Regions from separate parts of the Sus scrofa genome. Here region 1 is linked to region 2. A link is a contact called in public Hi-C data. All regions are on one chromosome and are shown on one strand. The core of a region is the stretch at or near the end of the contact, and the rest is flanking DNA. Distances in the headings are between cores, read along the strand shown.

What was found. Hi-C and Micro-C count contacts between places; a contact is called where the count stands out from the background.
Region 1: a Hi-C map of liver shows a contact between it and region 2, with 4 times the contacts expected there. The contact joins two enhancer-like sites. A contact is called at or near these places in 1 of 5 promoter capture datasets (liver), 7 of 47 Hi-C or Micro-C datasets (embryonic fibroblasts, heart right ventricle, liver and 1 more) and 1 of 2 datasets of contacts at active chromatin or transcription factors (skeletal muscle).

What each region holds. Positions count from the first base shown.
Region 1 is chr16:38,340,812-38,346,309 of Sscrofa11.1, forward strand. The region is part of intron 5 of PDE4D (cAMP-specific 3',5'-cyclic phosphodiesterase 4D); the gene reads right to left. Among named protein-coding and RNA genes, the nearest start is that of MIR582, 240 kb to the right of the region's middle. Within about 2 kb of position 1,935, at least 3 of the 83 cell types and tissues checked have an H3K27ac peak or open chromatin away from gene starts, as enhancers often do. A contact at or near this core is called in liver, where this site is marked.
Region 2 is chr16:38,291,569-38,297,381 of Sscrofa11.1, forward strand. All of the region lies in intron 5 of PDE4D (cAMP-specific 3',5'-cyclic phosphodiesterase 4D), which reads right to left. Among named protein-coding and RNA genes, the nearest start is that of MIR582, 290 kb to the right of the region's middle. Within about 2 kb of position 4,348, at least 5 of the 83 cell types and tissues checked have an H3K27ac peak or open chromatin away from gene starts, as enhancers often do. A contact at or near this core is called in liver, where this site is marked.

The DNA.
Region 1 (5,498 bases), core at 685-3,184, 47 kb after region 2:
TATTCTATTCTACCAAAACTCCACTGTCCGCACCAGTCTTCTAAATGATCCTTTGCCTCTTCTCCAAACAATTCTATACACTGTAGTCACTGACTTTAGAAAACACAAATGCCATATCATTCCACTGCAAGGTCTTCTAATTGGCTTGCATTCAAAATCCTTAAAGCTTGAAAGCCCTTTTATATTCTTTCCCTTCCTCCCTCTTATACTTCGCACTCCCGTCATCCACATGTGTCACTTTTCCTCTCTCCTTGCTACATGATCTAGAATATTTTTTGCTCCTTCTCCATTGACTGGTTTCTACTCATAATTGAGGTTTATGAGTTCAGCCTAGACTTTACTTTCTTAGTTAAACCTTTTTTGACAACTACCATTATAAGTTCTCCCTTTATCATTCAAGACTTTATTGAACAGTACTCAACTAAGAAAAGAGAAACACTGCAAATTTCAGAAGAAGTGAATTTAATAGGTATAATTCATTATACCTATTATACAGGTGTGGGCTGACTCTAAACACACACAAAAATATAAATCGGTTTGGTAAAGACAAATATCAGATTTATATATAATATACTCTTCTGGTGTTCCAAGGACTCCTAAAATAATTCGTTGACATCTTCCACTTTTTTGGGTTTTATTTTTTTATTGCATAAAGTCTTATATGTTTAAATAATAATCAGTTTAATTTGAAAGGTTTATAAAAGTTAAAATCAGATTTATAAAATAATAATAATCAACTAGAGGACCTTGTGACTGAACCTAAGGGATCCTTTCTTGATTGGGGAAATCAGACTGAAAGTGTCCCATGGAACTGAAGAATAGGAATTAGCTTTCTTTCTTTCTTTCTTTTTTTGGGGGGGCAGTGCTTGTGGCATATGAAGGTTCCCAGGCCAGGAACAGAACCCATGCCACAGCAGTGACCCAAGCCACTGCAGGGACAATGCTGGATCCTTAACTTGCTGCACCACAAGAGAATTCCAGCATTAGCTTTAAAAAATGGAATAGCAGTCAAATAGGGGACAGTTAATTAAATTGGAGAAAGAAAATACAGCCAAATTGGCACCTTGTTAATCTATAACTATTTCTGGGCATAATAAGTCCTCAATGTCTCCCCTGCCAAAATATAATGGCATACATAAGAATGAATAAAGTTTAGCTGGCATATTTCTGCCTGTTTTAATACTCCAGATTTGCAATGAAACCTGATCTCTTTCAGTTATGTAAAACTTCTCATCAAGATGGCAGTTTTCTTCACCAATCTTCTATTTTACTAGCAATGTGAAAAGGCATAATTTGAATGGGATTCAGAACATGGTAAACTAGAGAAATTAGCTATAAAGTTGTTTGCTAATAATAGTTTATTTTATCTTAATATAAGTAAGTAATGCATATTTTCCTTCAGGACTGAATTTGTAATGAATATCATGAATTAAGTCAATGCCTAATTTGCTCTTTGAGAATGAAAACTGTTCTCCAATGACTCTCTAAACTGGATTCTTATTTTAGTTTCACTGTTATCAAAGCAGAAAGATCTCTTACTTCATATCTAAGTAATTTGAGGAGAATATTGTGTTAAAGTTTAAACGATGGTGTTTCAAAAGACAAGGTTAATTTTTAAAAGTATTCACTTAGTGGGGGTGAATTTTCATTCTGGTCGGTAAAAATACTCTTACAGAGACAAAATAGAAGTGAGTGCCTAGATTTGTTTTTTCCCTGTCTTGATAGTTTCAATAGCACTTATCTATCTCATGTCTTATCTATTAGGGCTTCAGATTCATTGGTTCTCATCTTTAGCTGCAGACTTGACCCCTACCCAGACCATTTAATAGAATCAAAATCTCATTAGTGGGGGCCAGGCATCAGTATCATTAACATTACAAGGGTGAAATTAATGTACAATCAAGGTTTCAATCTAACAGGAATGTGTAACAGTTTGCTAGTCAGATGTTCCTATGTTCCTACACCAAAGGTAGCTAGATTCTAGTAGTCCAAAAATCTAATTAGCTTTATGGTCCTGATTAGATACCACTTAATTTATTCAGTCTAATCAATTGTTTCAGTGGTGGAAGGAGAGTGGACAAGTCCTGTGAGGTTCTTAACTACTCTTAGAACTCTCACCATCTGAAGCTATGGACACACTCTCCAGAAGACAGCACATTTGTACACAATTTTATATACAATTTCTGTGTCCCCAGACCATGTGAAGCCAGGCAGTGATCCCTCTAAGGCACCAAACTAGGAACAACAGCTGAATTACAATTGGGCAAATTTCAAATCAGTGGAAGGGGAGGCTTTCTAACAACTAGAGCTGCCTTATAATATAATACTTGATACCTGAATAGGGAAGGCCTTAAATATGGAAAATGGTGACTATGTGAAAACAATATAGAAAAGCATTAAGAAAATAAACAGAAGTGAAAAAAACACAGAATAAAATTATATATATATATATATACATATATATATATATATATACACACATACACACATATACTGATCAAACATGTATGCTATATAGATATGAATTGGAAAGGAACATAAAATATAAAAAGTCATAAGAAAATGGATTAGAATTTTATTGTAAAATTCATTTAATGAAATTATAACAATTCTCTATAAAATAAAATAGGCAAATTATATGCTAATTAAAAGGATTTTTATTATCTTGCCTTTGCGAAAGACATGGCAGGATTAAACAGCATCAAATTACTTGGAGGAGGGTACTGCAGAAACCAACTGTGTTAGAAAATTAAACAGAGGTCACCAAACCAAGAAGTGATGCCAAGGTGTCAGTTTTGTTACTATTCAAGCCCATAAGAGAATAATGATTTAACCAGGGGAACATCACAGGTGCTATTGTCCAAAAATGACTTGATAGCACACACTGGGTTGTTTAGACAATGAACTAGCTGTTGGCAAAGCCCCAGACTCACTCACACCCAACTTCCTATGTGCCTAGACTCCCCCACGCGTCAGCTTTTCCTAGCTAAAGGGGCTGTGACTTCCCAGGCTTCCCGGAGGTTTCCAGGGCTGGGCAGCCGGTTTTATTGAACAGCTCCTCTAAAGAGCTGGCATCTGCACTGAGATATTCTGGCAACTAAGAGGGTGGTCTGAACCCCAACTGACAGCTCCTTCTACAGTTGCCCTAAAAAATGGGACAGCAAGAAAGAGGGATGATTAGTTAAGAACCTAATAGTGTCCATGAGGATTCAGGTTCAATCCCTGGCCTTTCTCAGTGGGTTAAGGATCCAGCATTGCCACTTTTGTGGCATAGGCTGCAGATGTGGTTTGGATGCTGTGTTGCTGTGGCTGTGCTGTAGGCCGGCAGCTGCAGCTCGAATTTGACCCCAAGCCCAGGAACTTCCATATGCCACAAAAAAAAAAAAAAAAAAAAAAAATAGAAAGAGGGATGATGTGGGACCAGGAAGACCACAGCCTCCTCTCTTCTCATAATCTTTGATCACTACATCACTGTAAGCCTGTTCCTTACTCCATACTGCCTGCTGTTGTGGTCCATGAGCTCTGCTAGGGCACATGGCCCCAATGAGGGAACCCACTTGCCCTCAGGGTGGGATGGGGAGGATGTTAGCTTTCTCAGGCAACACTAGGCATAGAGTGACCCAATCTTTGTGGATACTCTCCAATACCTCAGGCTTCTCATGGGGAATAAACTGCTTTATTCTGTTTACAACTTCAGAGATAGAGCAATGAATATTGATGTAAATAGCTAAGACTTTTTAAAAAAATATTGAAAAGCATGTGGCAAACTTTCATTTCAGTAAAAAATTTATATTTACATGCACCCAAAAAATCTAGCTATGTATACGAAAAGTCTTAAAAACAGTTACCAAAGGGGAGGGAAGGTAGCAAACATCTGTTTTTATCTAAATCTTATATTTCTACAATATTTGAATGCTGACAAAAGGTATAATAGTTTTATAATCAAGAAAACATAAACTAAGCATTAGAAATTCAAACTTCTTAGGCCTCTTTTAGACAGTTTCGAAACTTAGTTTCCTAAAGGATAATATAAAATAGAGTCATTTGCCTGAATAGACCATTCTCCAAGGAAGATACACAGATGACCAACAAGCACATGAAAAAATGTTCAACACCCCTGATTATTAGAGAAATGCAAATCAAAACTACCATGAGATACCACCTCACACAAGTAAGAATGACCATCATTAATAAGTCCACAAACAACAAGTGCTAGAGGGGTGTGAAGAAAAGGGAACCCTCCTGCACTGTTGGTGGGAATGTAAGCTGGTAAAACCACTATGGAGAACAGTATGGAGGTACCTTAGAAATCTATACATAGAACTACCGTATGACCCAGCAGTCCCACTCTTGGGCATAGATCCAGACAAAACTTTCCTTAAAAAAGACACATGCACCGCATGTTCATTGAAGCACTATTCACAATAGCCAAGACATGGAAACAACCCAATGTCCATTGACAAACGATTGAATTAGAAAGATGTGGTATATATACACAATGGAATACTACTCAGCCATAAGAAAGAACAACATAATGCCATTTGCAGCAACATGGATGGAACTAGAGACTCTCATACTGAATGAAATAAGTCAGAAAGACAAAGAGAAATGCCATATGATATCACTTATAACTGGAATATAATATACAGCACAAATAAACATTTCCACAGAAAAGAAAATAATAGACTTAGAATAGACTTGTGGGAGCTTGGGGTTAATGGATGCAAACTATTGCTCTTGGAATGAATTTACAATGAGATCCTGCTGTGTAGCACTGAGAACTGTGTCTAGATACTTCCATCACTACACAAAAATGGAAGGAAAAGTATGTATAAAAGTATGTGTAACTTGGTCCCCATGCTGTACAGCAGAAATAAATAAATAAATAAATAAAAATAAAGTAAAATAGAGTCATTTGGTAATTAAGAAATTACTCTCTAGAGTGTTCTGACTATCTACTAGGCAAAAATGTTTTGTACCTTTTGCCTGCATTTAGTTCAGCTAAGAACAATGCAAAGGGATAAAAGCCCGAAGAATTTAGGAAATGAACTTTTTATTTTTTCCACTGAATTGGTCATCTGCCTCATTTTTTTCAGCTGCATCAAAATTAGTATATTTGTGTAGGCCTTAACTAATCCTGGCCTCAGAGAAAACTATACTTTTTTACAAAAGGTAGTTCTTCAGATTCTCAATGTATTTTTTGAATATGCCACCTCTTAGACTGGACAGATTATTCTGGAATCTGGTGATCCTTTCCAAAGGTTCTTAGTAGAATCTTCCACTCATGATCATTTCAAGTCCCCACTTCTTGTCCATTTTAAGAGTTCTTAATGGAAAAATAGATTGAGTGTTTGGAATTTAGTGCAAAAATTACTAGTATTTTGTTAACAAAGATACTGGCCTATGTCATTGGTATTTGCAAGCTCTTATTCTTAAGAGGTTAGATATACTAGGAAGGTAAAGTTACATAACAGAGATAAATAATATATGATAGCATT
Region 2 (5,813 bases), core at 3,098-5,597:
ATTCACTCCTTCTATCTTCCCAATGTAGTTACATAACAATTAAGTAATGTTTATTTATTTATTTTTTATTTTTTTGCTTTTTAGGGCCGCACCTGCGGCATATGGAGTTTCCCAGGCTAGAGGTCCAATCAGAGCTGTTGCTGCTGGCCTACACCACAGCCACAGCAACTCAGGATCCAAGCCACGTCTGCAACCTACACCACAGCTCACGGCAATGCCGGATCCTTAACCCACTGAGCTAGGCCAGGGATTGAACACGCAACCTCAGGGTTCCTAGTCGGATTCATTAACCACTGCACCATGACGGGAACTCCAGTAATGTTTATTGATAAGCCAAATAATGTACCATGACTATGTTTCATTTATTGATAACCTTTTTTTTTTCTGGAGTTATAAGTTGCCTCCTTTTTATTTGCTTCATTTTACATGGCATTATCACATAAAATGATAATTTTCAAGTTCTCCAAAGTAATTTTTAAAAGCTCTCTGTAAAATATTTTCTGCCTAGGTCAAACATATCAGTTATTCTATCAGTTTCCTCACATTCTCATTGATGATTTAGCTGGGTTTAGAATTCCAGGTTGCAAATCATTTCCACTTAGAATTTTGAGGGCATTGTTCTATTGTCTCCTAGTGTGCAATGTACTTTTTAGAGGACAAAGTCAATACTTCATAAACCTCTATACTGAACCTCTATCAGTCTGGTTTTTTTGTTTGTTTGTTTGTTTTGTTTTGTTTTTTCCTTCATCCTCTCAAGAAGCTTTTAGGGCTTTCTATTTGCATCTGGTGGCTCAAAATGTCAAGATATGTCTTTTGTATGGGTGTGTTTCCTTCATTGTTCTGGGCACTCATGGACCTTTTTACTGAAGAAAAATATGTCCTTTGATTTGAGGAAATTTTGTGTTCTTTGATAAGTGCATTCATTCTTTTTATCTTTTCTCTCTTTTCTTTCTCAAACTGCTGGTAGTTAGCACTTAGTCACAAAATTGTTTTTCCATTTTTTTAAACTTCTATTGCCTATTCTTTTTTCTTTTTGTTGATAGATTTCTAAAACTTATTTTTAAGCTCTTCCATTGAATTTTTAACTTTATCATCAGGTTAAAATTTAACAACTCTTTTTTGCTCTTATTCGTTAATTTGGTAGGTTATCATCTTGTTTTAATGACTGTAATAAGTTTTTATCTCTTGAGAATATCACATTTTTCCTGAAACTTCTCATTTGTTCCTTAAATTGTCTATTTATTCATTATTTTCATTTGTTTTATAATTTATGTTGAGGTGTTTCATAAAGGTTTCTGAAGCTTTAGAGCTTTGGCTGTCTTATTTTATTTAACTTATTTTATTTTCTTTTTTTCAGCCACACCATGACATATGAAATTCCTGGGCCAGGGACTGAATCTGAGCCACAGCCAAGACCTATGCTATAGGTGTTGCAATGCTGGATCCTTAACCTGATGTTCAACCAGTGGGAACTCCAAGTCCATTCATTTTAAAGAGAGGGGACTAAAATTCTGACTAGAAGCTCTCAATGTCTTAAGAGGGCTTATGGAATCTTGGGAAATGAAGACCCTTGCCTTTTTCGCTGGATCTTTATTTTCATTACATTTCATTTTATGTAATGCCAGATACTATAGGTATTTGCTCTGAGGGGTGATTCCATTTTTTTTTTTTTCTTTTTTGCCCTCCCTTACCCATATCTCCACCTCTACCTCCACCCCCAGCAACTGCAGCAGGCAACTGCAGCAATGACCAGGGATCTGAGTCCCAGCACTGCAAAGCTGCCATGGATCCTGCTGCACCACAGGGGGATCTCCATGATTCCATTTTTCTAGAGAAGGATTCTTCGACTTCCTGCCTTGGCATTATAAGCCTAACTTGCAGAGTTCTTGTCCTAAAATGCTAATAGAAAGCTATGGCTTTGGTATTCAATTGATAGACCTAAAAATAATTTGTTATAGTTGATTTACAATGTTGTACCAATTTCTGCTATACAGCAAAGTGACTCAGCCATATATATATATACATATATATATGTATGTATATACACACACATATACATACACACATATACATGTATACACACACACACACACACACATTCTTTTTTTCATATTATTTTCAATCATGGTCCAATTGGTTGACTTCTATTTAATCTTATATCTTCCACCGTGCCTGGTATCTCCAAGTCTAAAGCTCTCATTTAATTTTTTCATAGAGTAAATTTCCTATGTTCTAATGAGGATGGAGTTAATTGGTCTCCTAGCTCTGCAGGGTGAGAGGAGGGCCTGTGGAAGTGCAGATTTTCCAGCAATCACCACTATTTTTAAGAATACTTGGTTCCCTAATTCCTAAGTATTTCCAGATTTCCACAAGGGAATTGCTTGCTTCTCCTGATACCCTCCCCTGTATGCATTTTGTAATTAGCATTCTTAGCTTTACTAATTCCAATTCTCTACTTTCCATTTCTAAAATATTGCTCTCTCATCTCCAGTTGTTTCCTCTCTCATCCTCCTATTCTTGGGGATTTGTATTCTTCTATTTGGTAATTCCTTTCTATTCCCTCACCATCCTTTTAGGAGAGGATTTTCAAAGGGAGCAATTTAAAAAGGTTGGATTAGTTTCCTCCTGCTGCCATAGCACACACCACAGACTGAGTGGTTTAAACAACAGTGATTTATTTTCTCACAGTTCTGGAGGCTGGAGGTCCAAGATCAAACTGTCAGCAGGCTTGGCTTCTTCTGCAGCCTCTTTCCTTGGCTTGCAGACAGCCACCTTCTTGCTGTATGTGCACATGGCCAGTGTTTCTCTTTGTGTTTTCAATTTTTCTCTTATAAGGACACAAGTCATATTGGATGCAGCCAACCCTAAACTTTTAACTTAATTACCTTTACTTAATCATCTTTAAAGATCTTACCTTCAAATACAGTTACTTTTTGAGGTAATGGGGATTAGGATTTAAATATATGAAATTTGAAGGGACAAAATTCATCCTGTAATAAAGATAATTTTTTTAATTTAAAAATTAAAAAAAAAATTCCTAACACTACTCTAAACATCTTGAAAGTATCCTGTATCCTGAAGAGAAACAGACTCACGGATATAGAAAACAAACTTATGGTTACCAAAGGGAAAGCGGGAGAGATAAATTAGGAGTACAAGATTATCAGACACACACTAACGTATATAAAATAGATAAGCAACAAAGATTTCCTCTATAGCAAAGGGAACTGTATTCAATATCTTGTAATAATCTATGACTGAAAAGAATTGAAAAATAAAGAATGTATACATATATATTTGTGTGTGTGTATATATTTGAATCGCTTTGCTGTATACCTGAAACTAACACAATACTGTAAATCAACTATACTTCAATTTTTTAAAAAAGACAGAGGATTTTAAAAAATCCTGTATCCCTCTACTTAAATATAACAGGCTCATCTATCAAAATTAATAGTGTTCTCCATGAAATAGCACCTCTTCCATTACTTCATTCACTCACTTATTAAATAACAATTCTTACGTATCTATTTTTGTAAGTTTTTGGTTTAGCAGCATGAGGAATACAAAAGTAAATCAGACCCAATCTCTGAACAGGAGAGGTTTTCATTGAGAGCAGGAGGCTTTATGTTTCTGTGAAACATTTTTATAGAATGTTTTAAAATTCTAAATATTTATCAACTCCTTAATAAGGCTTCTTTTGAAAAAATGTGATAGAATGCTTTCAAGGGGGTACTAACATATCTCATTTTTTACTTTAATGCCATATTTCATGCTTTTATTTTTTTAAAAGTCACTTTTATTACTCAGAAGTCACACACTTAGAAAGGCTGTCTTACTTTTCTTACTTTTGATTACCACTACTTCATTTCAGGGAATATAACAGCTCCACTCTCAGTTGAAGAAGAGTGTTAAGAACTGAACAGGAGTTCCTGTCGTGGCTCGGTGGAAATGAATCTGACTACCATCCGTGAGGACACAGGTTCAATCCTTGGCCTTGCTCAGTGGATTAGGATCTGGCATTGCCGTGAGCTGTAGTGTAGGTTGCAGATGTGGCTTGGATCCTGCATTACTGTTGACTGTGGTATAGGCTGGCAGCTACAGCTCCAATTTGACCCCTAGCCTGGGAACCTCCGTATGCCGTGGTAGCAGCCATTTAAAAAAAAAAAAACAAAAACCAGAATTGAACAACATTAAAAGGTAATGTGGGTATGCTATACTTACATACCCACATTACATCTACCCTCTCAGGGCAGGCTGAAGAGCACGGGGTCAGGGGAAGACCATTTATAGAGAAGAGCTAAGAAGAGCTCATGACAAAGCAGCATGTGACAAAGGTCCAACAGGTCTTGCTCACTGCTTTTCACACTCGGCAAACACATGGAATTCAAGAGCACGGCTACACCTCTTGCTTCTGAGGGGTATTGATCCATGGGAAACAGTAATGATTAATGATTAAACTTAAGCAATGAGAGGTTGTTATTTTGCACTGGCAATCTTTGCCTTGATCGTCTACACGAAATGCATGCAGCATGAGTATAAAGCAGTAAGTAATTGATCATTTCACATATTAATAAGCTATCCTTGTTCCCTACCAAAATATGAGGACCAATTTTTGTTTAACCTCAGATTCCTTAATGAGAAATTGTCACATGATATCTCTAGAATGTTCTGTGCATATGTCTCCCTGACCCCTCTCTACTGGTTATAGGGGATTTTTTTTCTTTTCTTTTTTTTTTTTTTTCGGCTCTGCCTGGGACATATGGAAATTCCCAGGCCAGGGACTGAACCTGTGCCACAGCAGTGACCCAAGCGGAAGCAGTGACAATGCCAGATCCTTAACCCACTGTGCCACCAGGGAACTCCTATATGGGATTTTTAAAAATAAAATAATATTTTTAAATAAATTTAATAATATTTTTAAAATATTAAGATTAATCTTAATATGATAATTTATACAAGGTCTTCTTTATCTTTTATATTCTGTGACTTTCATAGGTAATTTTCTATATTTTGGCATCACTGGTATTGTATCATGCTTCAGATGTGATATTCAGCCAATCTTAAACTTTGCTAATATTAGAGAGCACTTAAAATAAATTTTAAAAAACCTAAATTTTAGGACTTTCCAGGCAGAATGCCATTTTCTGCAGCAACAGTTGTTATATGTTATGTATATATGTATCAAATGATTTTATCAATAAACTATTCTTATTCTTTTTCTGTAAGAAAAGGAATTCAAGCATCACTTGTCATTTCTGACAGTGCTGCTGGGTGGCCTAACAAAAAACTCCATGGCTATCCTGTTGGAGGAGTCCTTCATGTGCCTCCCACAATGTGCAGTGTCCTTCCTGCAGCTGCCTCCCTCCATAATCCCTGAACCTGGATGCAGCTGCACGTAGATCAAAATAGACAGGTGGTTGTGTGTGTGTGTTTATATAGATAGATCTAGGCAGAGAATCTTGCAGATGTGAAACGTGGAAATGAGTAAAATAAAATAGATTTGGGAAAGATACGTAAACATTGTTTGACTCTCCTGCTTCTACCAAGATCTGGATTGATCTGCTAGGGACTCAAACTTTCCAATTCTCAGTTCTTCCTAGATAAAAGAGGGATTATTATCAACTTCCTCATAGAATGGTGCTTTCTTTGGAAGACTAAATGTGTCAACACACAGGAAAGCATCCTTCTCTACTTTAAGACCTATAAATATCCACATATATATCTGTTTATTTGTGTCCAAATAAATCCAACTAAGTGCTCGTAGTAGCCCAGAAACTTACAGTTTAGTTTGGAATACAGCATGTATATAC